2 separate regions of the Bos taurus genome follow, and region 1 is linked to region 2. The links are chromatin contacts, called in public Hi-C maps. All regions are on one chromosome and are shown on one strand. Each heading gives the region's core, a stretch centred on a gene start, on an enhancer-like site or on the middle of the called end of the contact. The rest is flanking DNA. Distances are from core to core; before and after follow the strand shown. Region 1 overlaps CTNND1 (catenin delta 1). Region 2 holds the start of BTBD18 (BTB domain containing 18).

Region 1 (5,127 bases), core at 2,146-4,645, 41 kb before region 2:
CTTATACCCCCAGATCGTCTGTAACACAAGCGCGGCTGCTCGAACTTCTTTTTCTGAGCGGTTCCTTTTAGGGAAATAAAACCAGATGGAATGTGGATGTAAGACCAGGAAAGAAGCTGAGAGCATGTCCTCTCTAATACAATGTAACATAAGAATATAAGTCCCCAAATAGGCAAGACCAGGTTTTCACCAAGTCCAGTATTTTAACTCAAACAGTAACAAAAAAATGTCTGACGGAAGAGTCTTATCAATTTATGGGTCAACATTAAGACAGAAAAGAGAGCAATATCTCCTTCATTCTTTACAGGTAAAAAAGGGAAAACAGCCTGCAGAATCGACAGGGCAGAGCCCCTCCCCAGCGCCCTCTCCCGCACTCACGTGCCCCAGCTGTGACCGGTAAGTGTTACTCTCACCCTGATTTGTTGATCAAAACCAGCTTCTCAATACCCTGGGTCTCCCGGAGCTTTTTGGCAGCCTCCAAGTTCTCAGCGATAACTTCGTTGATGGTGTTCAGAATAGAGACCACAGTGTCCTCAGAGAAATTCTGCGAAGAGCTCTGCTGCCCTCCTGGCAGATTCTTGACCAAGTTAGGAATGGCATGTTTACCTACAGCGGTAAGACGGGAGGCATGTACACAAGGGAGAGCCAGCGGAGCCAGGCTCTGAGGAGCCCAACACTCACTGCACTGACCATATCAAGAGCGGGGACCACCCATGAGAATCAGCTTCATGCTCCTGTAGGACTGTCACTTCAGAAGGGCAAAGGACCAGGAACAGCCATGAATGCACTGTCCTTCCTGTCTGTCTACTTATTCTCCCCCTTCAGTCACATTAAAACAATCTGGATACTTTATGTCAAATACACTACACGGTCCCGGCAGGTCTCTTGGTGAGAACAGCACATTGAATACTACAGTAGTTTAATACAACAATCACTGTGAATTTGAAAAAAAACAAAAACTGGGCTCTGCTTTATTAACTCTGGAGAAATTACTTAACGTCCCGACCCTCAGTTTTCTTTTTCCATTTAAAAAAAAAAGAAAAAGTACCTTTGTAAAACAGTGACATTTAAATGAGAACATACAGATATGCTTAACAATCCCTAGAAACAAAGTACATGCTCAACAAATAAGGTATGATTTTTCAACTTTTAAAGAGTCATCACCTCTTCTCTTTCCAAGAACCATTAGAATATAATCCTCTCTAATGCCCCAGATTCACAAACTATGGAGGACTAGGATTCTTCCTCAGCTGTTTCAACAAATAAACTCAGCACCTGCTGAATAGAAGGTGCGGTAGCAGATGCTGAGGTGGCGGCTAACAGCCAGCTCCTTACCAATCAACTCTTTGTTGCGCGCATCCACAGCAAGGTTTCTCAGGGCTCCAGATGCAGCTTTCACAACCCGCTCGTGTTCATTGGTCAGGAGGTCAGCAATGGCGGAAAGAGCTTTCTCTTGACGCAGAGCTGAGCGGATGTATCGACCATACTACAAGGAGCACATGGAAAGAAGCAGAACAGATTACAAACGATAGCAAAAGAGTAAGCTAAGTCCTTCCATCCCCAAATGCATCTTATACAAGGGTCTCACCGTCCAGCGCCCAGCACACAAGTTCTGGATGGCCCCAGCTGACGCTTCTAGGATGGCGGGATTCTTGCTCTCTTTGAGGAGTGAGATGTATATCCGAACCACCTCCGGCTGAAATAAAAGCTCATAACCTGCACAAGAAAGGGCAAGAAAGCAGAGGGTGCTTAGCAGTGCCTACAGAGCAGGCTCTGGCTGACTACAGACCAGTGTTAGGGTTGACTCTGGGTTGATGGGTTTATGTCCCTATACAAGCAGGCTCTCTAAACACCTTCCCCCAACCCAAGAGCAAAGTCAGATTTGACTACATGCCTCCTCAAGAATAATTCGTCCATGTCAAAAGCAGGACATGTATCAACTCATATGCAATTCCTCTCTCTCCTTCCTAGTCTCTTTTCTAGCCACAGTTTACTCTGGCCATGCCCAGCTCTCAAGGGCTTCACTTACTCATCAACGGCACTGAAGAGTTAAAGATTTCTCATCTCAAATGATGGAGAAGGAAATGGCAACCCACTCCAGTGTTCTTGCCTGGAGAATCTCAGGGATGGCGGAGCCTGGTGGGCTGCCATCTATGGGGTGGCACAGAGTCAGACACAACTGAAGCGACTTAGCAGCAGCAGCATCTCAAATGAATTATCTCTAACTTAAGTGAGTCATCCTGCTCACCCTAACTATGATTAAGCCAAAGGGTCTCTCATAGATTTAACAACATCTAAATTTTAATATCCACGGAGAGCTGTGAATTTTGGACTCACCATATTGATGAACATAAAAAGTTCCTGGTCTAGACTACCATCAAGTCCTTACCCTCAAGTAATCTGAATAACTGCCATGACAAGAAGTCCTTTGAAAGTCAGTTATAATATTTCAAATTTCCAAATACTTTAATCACCACTTCAAATTCCTTAAGTCGGGGGGACAGGACAGTGAACACACTGTATAACCTAGTGGTAGGCTGCCAAACAGTTCATGCGTGGACGATGTTTACGAGAACCATGGAGCCTGAGAAGAGTAAGATAACGTACCTCGAGCAGGACTAGTTCTTTTAGGGAAGTCCACTGTATCGTTTGTTGGATCCTCTGTGGGTTTTTTCCCTTTGGAAATTTAAAAAAGAAAGTGGGGGGAGAAGGAAGTTTAAGAAAGGAAGAGTCCACTCAGTATATTCTTTATTCTTCAGTCAGAATGTTCCCATCAGAGATGCATCAAGAGGGGCATAAGACAAAACAACAAAGAAACCAAGACAGGATCCCCAAGAGCAGAACACGCGCAGCAGCCGGGTGAGCTAAGGATGGCAGCTAGTGCTGCTGCTGTCCTCCGTGCCGGGAACAGGGGCTGCTGCCCAGAAACAGGTGCCGGGAGCCGCTCGCTCAGAAGAGCGCGACCAGGCTCAGCGGCCTTCCTCCAATGAATTTTCCTACATGCATCCACAGGGAAGGGTTAGGCAAGGAAATGCCAAGAACGCTAAAACCCAAACATGCAAATTAGAGGTAGGTAAGCCGCTTAAAAGATTCCACTCACCTCTGGAGAACCACTCATCTTCCAGCGCGTCACCCAAGGTGGAAAGGAGAGGAGAGAAATGAAGGAAGAAAAACGCAGGAGAGAGTTGTCAACAGGATCACGGGAAAACAAGCAGGGAAGCACAGAGGAAAAGACAAACACAGGAAACAGAGGAGGAGGGGGAGAAGGCCCCAGGTCAGCTGGCTCTCAGCCTTCACTGCCCAACTATTGATCCTGACACCACCACCACCAGCACCAGCGTGAAGCACACGGCACAGGGGACATCCCCGACTGGGCAGACTCCAGCACTGCTCAGCACGCGTTCCACACGCACAGCCAGACAGCTTCCTCTCCCCGTCCTGCACGAACGAGCGGGGGAGCGGGAAGCAAGCCTCACCTTTGCCTTTCTTGGCCCCAAAGCAGCTGGCAGCATGCGGCCCGGTACTGTTGGCGACGCTGGGAGGCGCCTCCTGGTAGCGCTCTGCTTGCGGGATCTCCCGGTGAACTTGATAGGACAGGTTCCGAAGGAGGCAGACGCAGTTCTCGACAAGCTTGGGGTCACAAAGAAAAGGCCCAGTGAGAGAGAACGACAGGGGACCTTCCAGCACGCACAGGTTTCCACGATGAGCCTCAAAAGCACAGCCCCACTCATTATCTCCCATAATGCCTCTTAAGTGCCCCCAAGCTTCTCAGATTCTTTCAGCCTCAGGCTAATAAAGGTTTATGCTACCATTTGGTGTGCAACATAAAACTCAACGTCACATTGACTTTTTCCTAATTAGAAAAAAATGGAAGTATGGCTAAACAGCTCTAAAATATGTAGGTAGAGGAAATTCCAAAGCAAACAGTTTTCCTCTAAGGTGGGGGCCGGTACAGGTATCTAACGTTATTTGAAAGCCTGAGATGATAGGTCTGTCTTACGGGTACCTGACCTACCTTGCTATCCGAATCTTTCTGTCCAATCTCAGCCTGGACAATGAAAATGAGAGCATCCACCAACCCATCGCACTCCCGAAGTTTCCGGCGTGCTTCACTCCTCTCCGAGCTGACATTCCTGAGGGGAAAGGGGAAGCTTCGAGATGCCTGAACTCCAGAAAGCCTCTCTTAGTACCCCTAGGCCCTGCAAGCCTCCTTACTGCCTTTCCGCGGTCACAAACAAAGAGTATCTGTTAGGGGAGGCACTAAAGCTGACGGAGAGCGGACGTTCCTGCTTTCAGGACACTTATGACCAGGCCAGGGGTGGGCACATAGATGGAGCAGACCAACAGCAACAACGTCAGACAGAACAGACGCTGCTCGTGGGCAAGCGCAAATGTCGAGTGGCGGCAGGGCACACAGGCACATGTCCCGAAGAGAGAACACACTGCAGCTTATAGGACACAAGACAGAGAACTCGGGAGAACGTTCTGGAAGACAAACACCTGAGTCTGGCCTCAAAACAGAAACAAGCAGCTGCGCCCTGCAGACAGGGAAGGGCTCTGCCCACTCTGTCCTTCCAGTATGCTGCACCCATGTGCTGCATGTATCGCAGTCTGACTTGAAACACAATTAAAGGCACAGACACACACAAGCCCAGGACTAGACAACGGCCTTACACCGTTGGTTTTGAACAAATTATATTAACAAAGTCAAAGAGGCACAGAAGTGAGGAAGATGTGTGGGAACCGCAAGTAAAGCATACAGTATGCCAGGGGGTAGCAATGGGCAGACGCACAGGACAGGGTCATGGACGCAACACAGACCGGCACGGAGCCTAAACGACAGACTACGGGATTTAACGTGCTTCCAAAGCAGTTTCAGTCTTTAGAAGCCCAGTCCTCCCACGCTCCCAGCCCCTCTGTTACCTGAGGCAGCCGGCGGTATTGGTGAGCACGGACTCCCACTCGACGTGGCGTGGCTTACAGTCTTCGCTAGGTTCCCGCTCCCACCCCGAATGGGGAATGATCACTTCATCCGTTAAGGCGTGCAGCGCGTGGTCCACGATCTCCATTTTTATGGAGTCATGGGATGAGAGATTCCACAGGGTTCCTGGCAGAGACCACTCATCA
Region 2 (5,252 bases), core at 701-3,200:
CTATAGGTTAGAGAAAGGAGTTTTGATTTTATTCTAGGTGAAAGAAAGCCTGTGGAAATTTTAAACAGCAGAATGACATAATCCAACCAACATTTTGAAAAGGTCTGGCTGCTTATGTGACAAATGGATTAAAGTAGAGGGAAGAGTGAAAGCAAGGAAATCCGTTTGAAAGTCAAGTTGCAGGGATATGCAGCTGACTGCAGAAGTAGCAGTAAAAATGGAGAGAAATCAGTGGCTGTGTTCAGAGAAAAAGGGCTGTTTTTATTGGAGCCTTTTCTCCCCCTTTCTTTTTTTCTTTCTGTTCTTCATTTTGTTTTTAATGCATGGAAGACTACATTCAGTACGCATTTTACAACTCTCAAAGTTTAACTTCTCCACCCACAACCATCATCACATACACACAAAGAAAAGATATCATAAACTGAACTATGAAATAAAACTGTACTTAAAAAAGAAATGTTAAAATTATTATATAGAGCAGAGCATTGTGCTGTGATGACTTTACTTCTAAAACAGCCTAAAACTATAAATGCCAAAGAGAAGAAATTTTTTAAAATCCAACTCCAAAAAAAAAAAAAAGTCTACTCATACAAAGGAAAACAAAACATTTTTACTTCTTTCTCTGCTCTGATGGCAACACATTACCATCCTAAGTTTGCCATTTTTGAAGCCTTGGGTAGGATGGCCATTTTTCATTCCCTTTATAAAATCGACTAACACAAGATTTAACTAAACTGTTGTTGCATTTAAAACAAACAAACAAAGAAGTGAGTCCTCTCTACCTCTTGAAAATTAGTCTAGTCCTGATAACAATATATTTCTGAGAGGACGCAATATTTATATTTTCTTGACAAACGCTATAGATTCACCTACGGCGGCACTGCACCTGACGAGTCAAGGCTCCATTTCCACAGTAACAGATGCTGCAAACAAGTATTCCGTCTTTTTCCCTTGCTTGCTTTCGTGTGTATGTGTATGCGTGTGTGTATGTGTGTGTGCCGGAGAAGGAAATGGCAACCCACTCCAGTGTTCTTGCCTGGAGAATCCCGGGGACGCCAGAGCCTGGTGGGCTGCCGTCTATGGGGTCGCACAGAGTCGGACACAACTGAAGCAACTTAGCAGCAGCAGCATGTGTGTGTGTGCGCGTGCGTGCGTGTGTGTGTGTGTGTGACGCGCTGGCAGCATCTAAAATTCTGTCCTCCTTCTGCTAAGTTTTATGTCCTTTGACGAACTGCTACCTCTTCAAAGTCTGACAGCAACCCCAAATGTCATTCTGTTCCTTGCTTCTTTCTTCATCTCAAGGGCAGGGAGCTCAAACTAGGGAAAATATTACCTGACTTGGCAATCCATGCCCCGCCCCATATTTCAACCACCTCAGATCCTTTTGAAAAGATATAAGATAGCAATCAAGGCACACTTGAGCGCCCAGTACTATTCACCGCTCTCCGCTTTGTCCCTGGACAGGTTCCCCGTCTCTCAGGTACCGTCCTTCCTGCCTCCGGCCGGGTGACTGCACCACACTTTGTCCCCGGTGGCGTTGGATTTGGCCGGCTCCGTCCAGCGCAGGACGACACCGGGCAGCTACCTGAAGCCGGGACCCAGGTCCTAACACGCACGGGGCAGAGAACTGCTGTGCGGTTCCGACGCGGCTTGGCGTGCTCTCAGAATGTGTGGTCTCTAGATCATTTATTTTTTGTCTCACCCCTGAAAACAGCTTGTTTCTGACCAGGAAGTGCGCTAAAGACCTCAACACTCGAGATCCCTCCGGATGGAGAGTTCTGCCCCCACCTCGGGTCATCAGGTCTCCCAGATGTGGGTCTGGGGTGGAGTCTATGACAAACCTGAAATCAGGAGTTAGCCCAGGAACCTTGTTCCAGAACATTCCTGGCCTCAGGAGCCACCTAGTGTGAGAGACATGTGGGACCAGGTGCGACTGGCGCCATCTGTAAGCCTTCGCCTCCATTACGTCTGGGGCGCTCTTAGCAGGACCAAGGCCATTACCAGCCTCCTCCACGGGAAGCCGGAGGTGTCCTCCCACCTCCTTGGAGCCTCTTTTCCATTTGTTTTCATCGGGTGCCAAGGATGAGGCCTGCTCCTACAGAATCCCTCCCCGGCGGGCCCTTCCCCCTGTCTCGCGCCGTGGGAGCCCTCTTGTCCCCAGCCCCCAAGTCCCTCGAGACTTAGCTTCCCGCCCAAAGCGCCCCTCGCCCTGTGATTGGCTGTCTGAGGGGCCTTGGCCAATGCGGGATGACGTATTCGCCCGGCGTCAACCCGCGAGGCTGGGGGAGGAGGAAGCACGTTGGGTCCGCGACGTGCGTGCGTGTGGTGCGCGAGGACGGTGGCGCGAGGTGTGTGGTGCGAGGTGTGTGGTGCTGGCTGCGTGGCCTCAGGCTTTCGCTGTCAGCGCCCCCCACCACCACCGCCCTGGTGCACGCGTGTGCCGGGGCCCGCGCCAGGACAAGGGCATTGTGGGGGCGGCTGCAAAGCCCGTGCGGCCGGAGGCGACAGTGAGGGCGAGCTTTGGATTCGGGCCTCCGGGACCCCCACGCTCCATTCCCAGAAACCTTCGCGCCGAGAGGTCTCTCTTCAAAGGAGTTGGGCCCGGGGCGCCCGGAGCTTGCGGAGCGCCCCGTTTTGCAGGGCCTTCCCTGAAGCCCTGCGTTCCCCGCTCCGCCAACCCCGATTCCTTTGGTTCTGGACAGGGAAGGAGACCTCGGGACGTTGTGCAGCTTTGCTAAGCCTCCCCGCGCCAGGCTGGAGTGTGGGAGGAAGCAAGGCAGTCTGGATCGAGGACCCAAGCACCGAGACGACCGCAGGAGCATCTCCTCCCGCAGAGCTATTCCAGGTTGGGTCTGGGGGCGAGGCCCAGTGCTGGTGGGTCGGGAAGTCTCCCCCAGGGCCTATGTTTGGGCCCTTGCAACCGCTGCCATCCTCCACTTCCGTGTCTCTGGCTGGGATGGAATTGAACCTACGGTTTCTTAATTTACCTTTTCCACTCGTTTCTTTCCCGATAGTTTGACGTGAACCGTTTGGAGCCCCAGTGCCACCTGACGGAAACCTGCATGCCGGGAAAGGAACGCCACCTGTGCAGCGTGTGGGGATCTCGGTGCAGAAAACTGGAAACGTAGTAAGCCCGGAGTCCAAATACCCAGCTTGTGCTTGGGAAGGGATAGAATCTAGCATAATCATCCTTGCTTCACTGTTAGCCAGATAGTTAACCAGATTGACAAACCTAAAGGCTAAATTCTGTACCAATTTCCAGGCGGAAACAGGCTTCCTCTGGACAAGAACATCTGAACCAAGGGTGGCAGTCTTGTTATTTCGGTTGGAGACCTCACCAAGCCCAGCAGCTTCTCTTCTCTGCTGTGCACCCTCTGCTGGTTAGTGTGATAGAGTGAGCTTGGAGAAAATAAGGCGTGTGTGACTTCTTAGAGATCATTTAATACTCAATAGGTGTTTTGTTAAAATGTGTTACATGTGGGAAGTATACCCATGAAACTCAGAAACGTGGTGCTCAGGAAAAATATGAGCAGTCAGCACCACGGGAGTTGAGTCCCTGGTGATATGAACGAGGAAGGCTTAAGGAAAACAGAAATTCCACTCGTGTAGTGCCAGTTCTGTGCCGGGCACTCACACTGCTAAGCGGTTTGGTAGAAAGTGACTCATTAAATCTCTCAAACAGCCTTATGAGGTTAGTACAGGACTATTATACTTCTCATTTCCTAGCTAGATCAGAAAATAAGACTCAGAGAAGTTAGATAATTTGCCTGAAATTATATAGCTCAGCTAATAAGTAACAGAGCTGAGATTCAAATCTAAGGCTATCAATGAGCTCCCATCTGTAACCACTAGGATATTCTTAAGATACACTTGGGGGCACAATCCCTGGATTTATGGTTCCTCAATTCATGCTTTTGTCTCTTACTTTCAAAATTTCTCTGTCATTTTAAACATAAAGAGAAAAAAACTAGGTATAACCATGCCTCTGAAAGGTGTTCTTTCACCCACAGGAATCTGATCCATGAAAACCCAGAAAGGTTGTTAAGAGATCAACATGTGCTCTCCTGCCAGTCCCAAAATCCTGTACAGGAATCCCCGGTTCCTCCGATTAGCTTTTCTGCAGCTTTATCACCAGCAAAAGAGTGGTGTGTTCTGTGATGTCCTTCTGCAGGCAGAAGGTAAGAGACTAGTAGGGACTCAATTGAAAACTCACCATAGACTAAGAGAAAATGATTTTAGGGCCAGGCAGTGAAGAACAAAACCAGGAAAGTGTGTAATGATTGCCTTTGAGTCCTGTTTGGTAAAGAGCTTTTTCTAGGACGGGTACATTTCTCAAAAGTGAAAGTGAGATTATACTCCTTTTAAAAAAAAATGAATTAATTATAAAGCTTCGTAAGTGTAGAAATTCTATAAAATGTGGATAATACGGTAATGGGATGATTGTGAAGATTGAGTTTAACATATGTAAAACACTTAGGTACTTTTAATGTTGTACTAAGCAGAATGTAAGTATTAATGGTCCTATTATGTACTTTTCTGCTTTCTTTTTTATTTATCGTTTTGGGCTGCGCTAGGTCTTTATCGCTGCGCCGGCTTTTCTCTAGTGGCGGTGAGTGGGGACTCTTCATCGAAGTGCGCAGGCTGCTCCTTGCAGTGGCTTCTCTTGTTGCGGCGCATGGGCTCTAGAGTGCACGGGCTTCAGTAGACGGGGCCCTGGGCTCGAGAGCACAGGCTTAATAGTATGGCTTACTTGCTTCTCAGCATGTGGGATCTTCCCAGACCAGGGACTGAACCTGTGTCTCCTGCATTGGCTGGCAAATTTTTTTACCACTGAGCCACCAGGGAAGCCCTGTGTTCCTATTGTCTTGCCAAGCAAGTCACTTCGTCTCTTGGCAGTTCACTTTCTTCATTACCAACATTGTATAACACCCTCCAGTTTACCAAGTACATACAGTATAGTTTAGTTTCTCATCTTGATTTTCACGACAGCCTTGTGATATAAAGAACGTTGTTGTATGGTTCCAGTTCTATACAGATGTGCAAGTTGAGACAGTGATTTAAGTGACTTGTCTGTTGGTTCTCTTAGAAGAGTGGCGTTTCATTCCTTTATTCAAAGTAAACCAAAAAAGTATACTGTACTAGCATGGGCACATAGTATATATGAAGATAAAGCCCATCCTTGTAAGGAGACCATATAAGGGGGAGATATTCCGGTAACCAATGCATTCAGATAACGAGGCAGTGTAATAAAT

The links. Hi-C and Micro-C count contacts between places; a contact is called where the count stands out from the background.
Region 1: a contact with region 2 is called in a Hi-C map of liver, with 2.9 times the contacts expected there. The contact joins the enhancer-like site here to the promoter of BTBD18 in region 2. A contact is called at or near these places in 3 of 11 Hi-C or Micro-C datasets (liver, skeletal muscle and skin fibroblasts).

Annotation. Positions count from the first base shown.
Region 1 is chr15:81,000,514-81,005,640 of ARS-UCD2.0, reverse strand. It overlaps CTNND1 (catenin delta 1), which reads right to left. Exons shown (of 20, transcript NM_001192402.3): 8 at 4,924-5,107; 9 at 4,016-4,133; 10 at 3,477-3,630; 11 at 2,608-2,676; 12 at 1,589-1,716; 13 at 1,336-1,486; 14 at 414-606; 15 at 1-64. Among named protein-coding and RNA genes, the nearest start is that of CTNND1, 36 kb to the right of the region's middle. Within about 2 kb of position 3,395, at least 4 of the 102 cell types and tissues checked have an H3K27ac peak or open chromatin away from gene starts, as enhancers often do. A contact at or near this core is called in liver, where this site is marked.
Region 2 is chr15:80,958,295-80,963,546 of ARS-UCD2.0, reverse strand. BTBD18 (BTB domain containing 18) reads left to right here and starts at 1,950. Exons shown (of 5, transcript XM_059875179.1): 1 at 1,950-2,845; 2 at 3,015-3,127; 3 at 3,263-3,380; 4 at 4,011-4,178. The coding sequence starts at 4,055.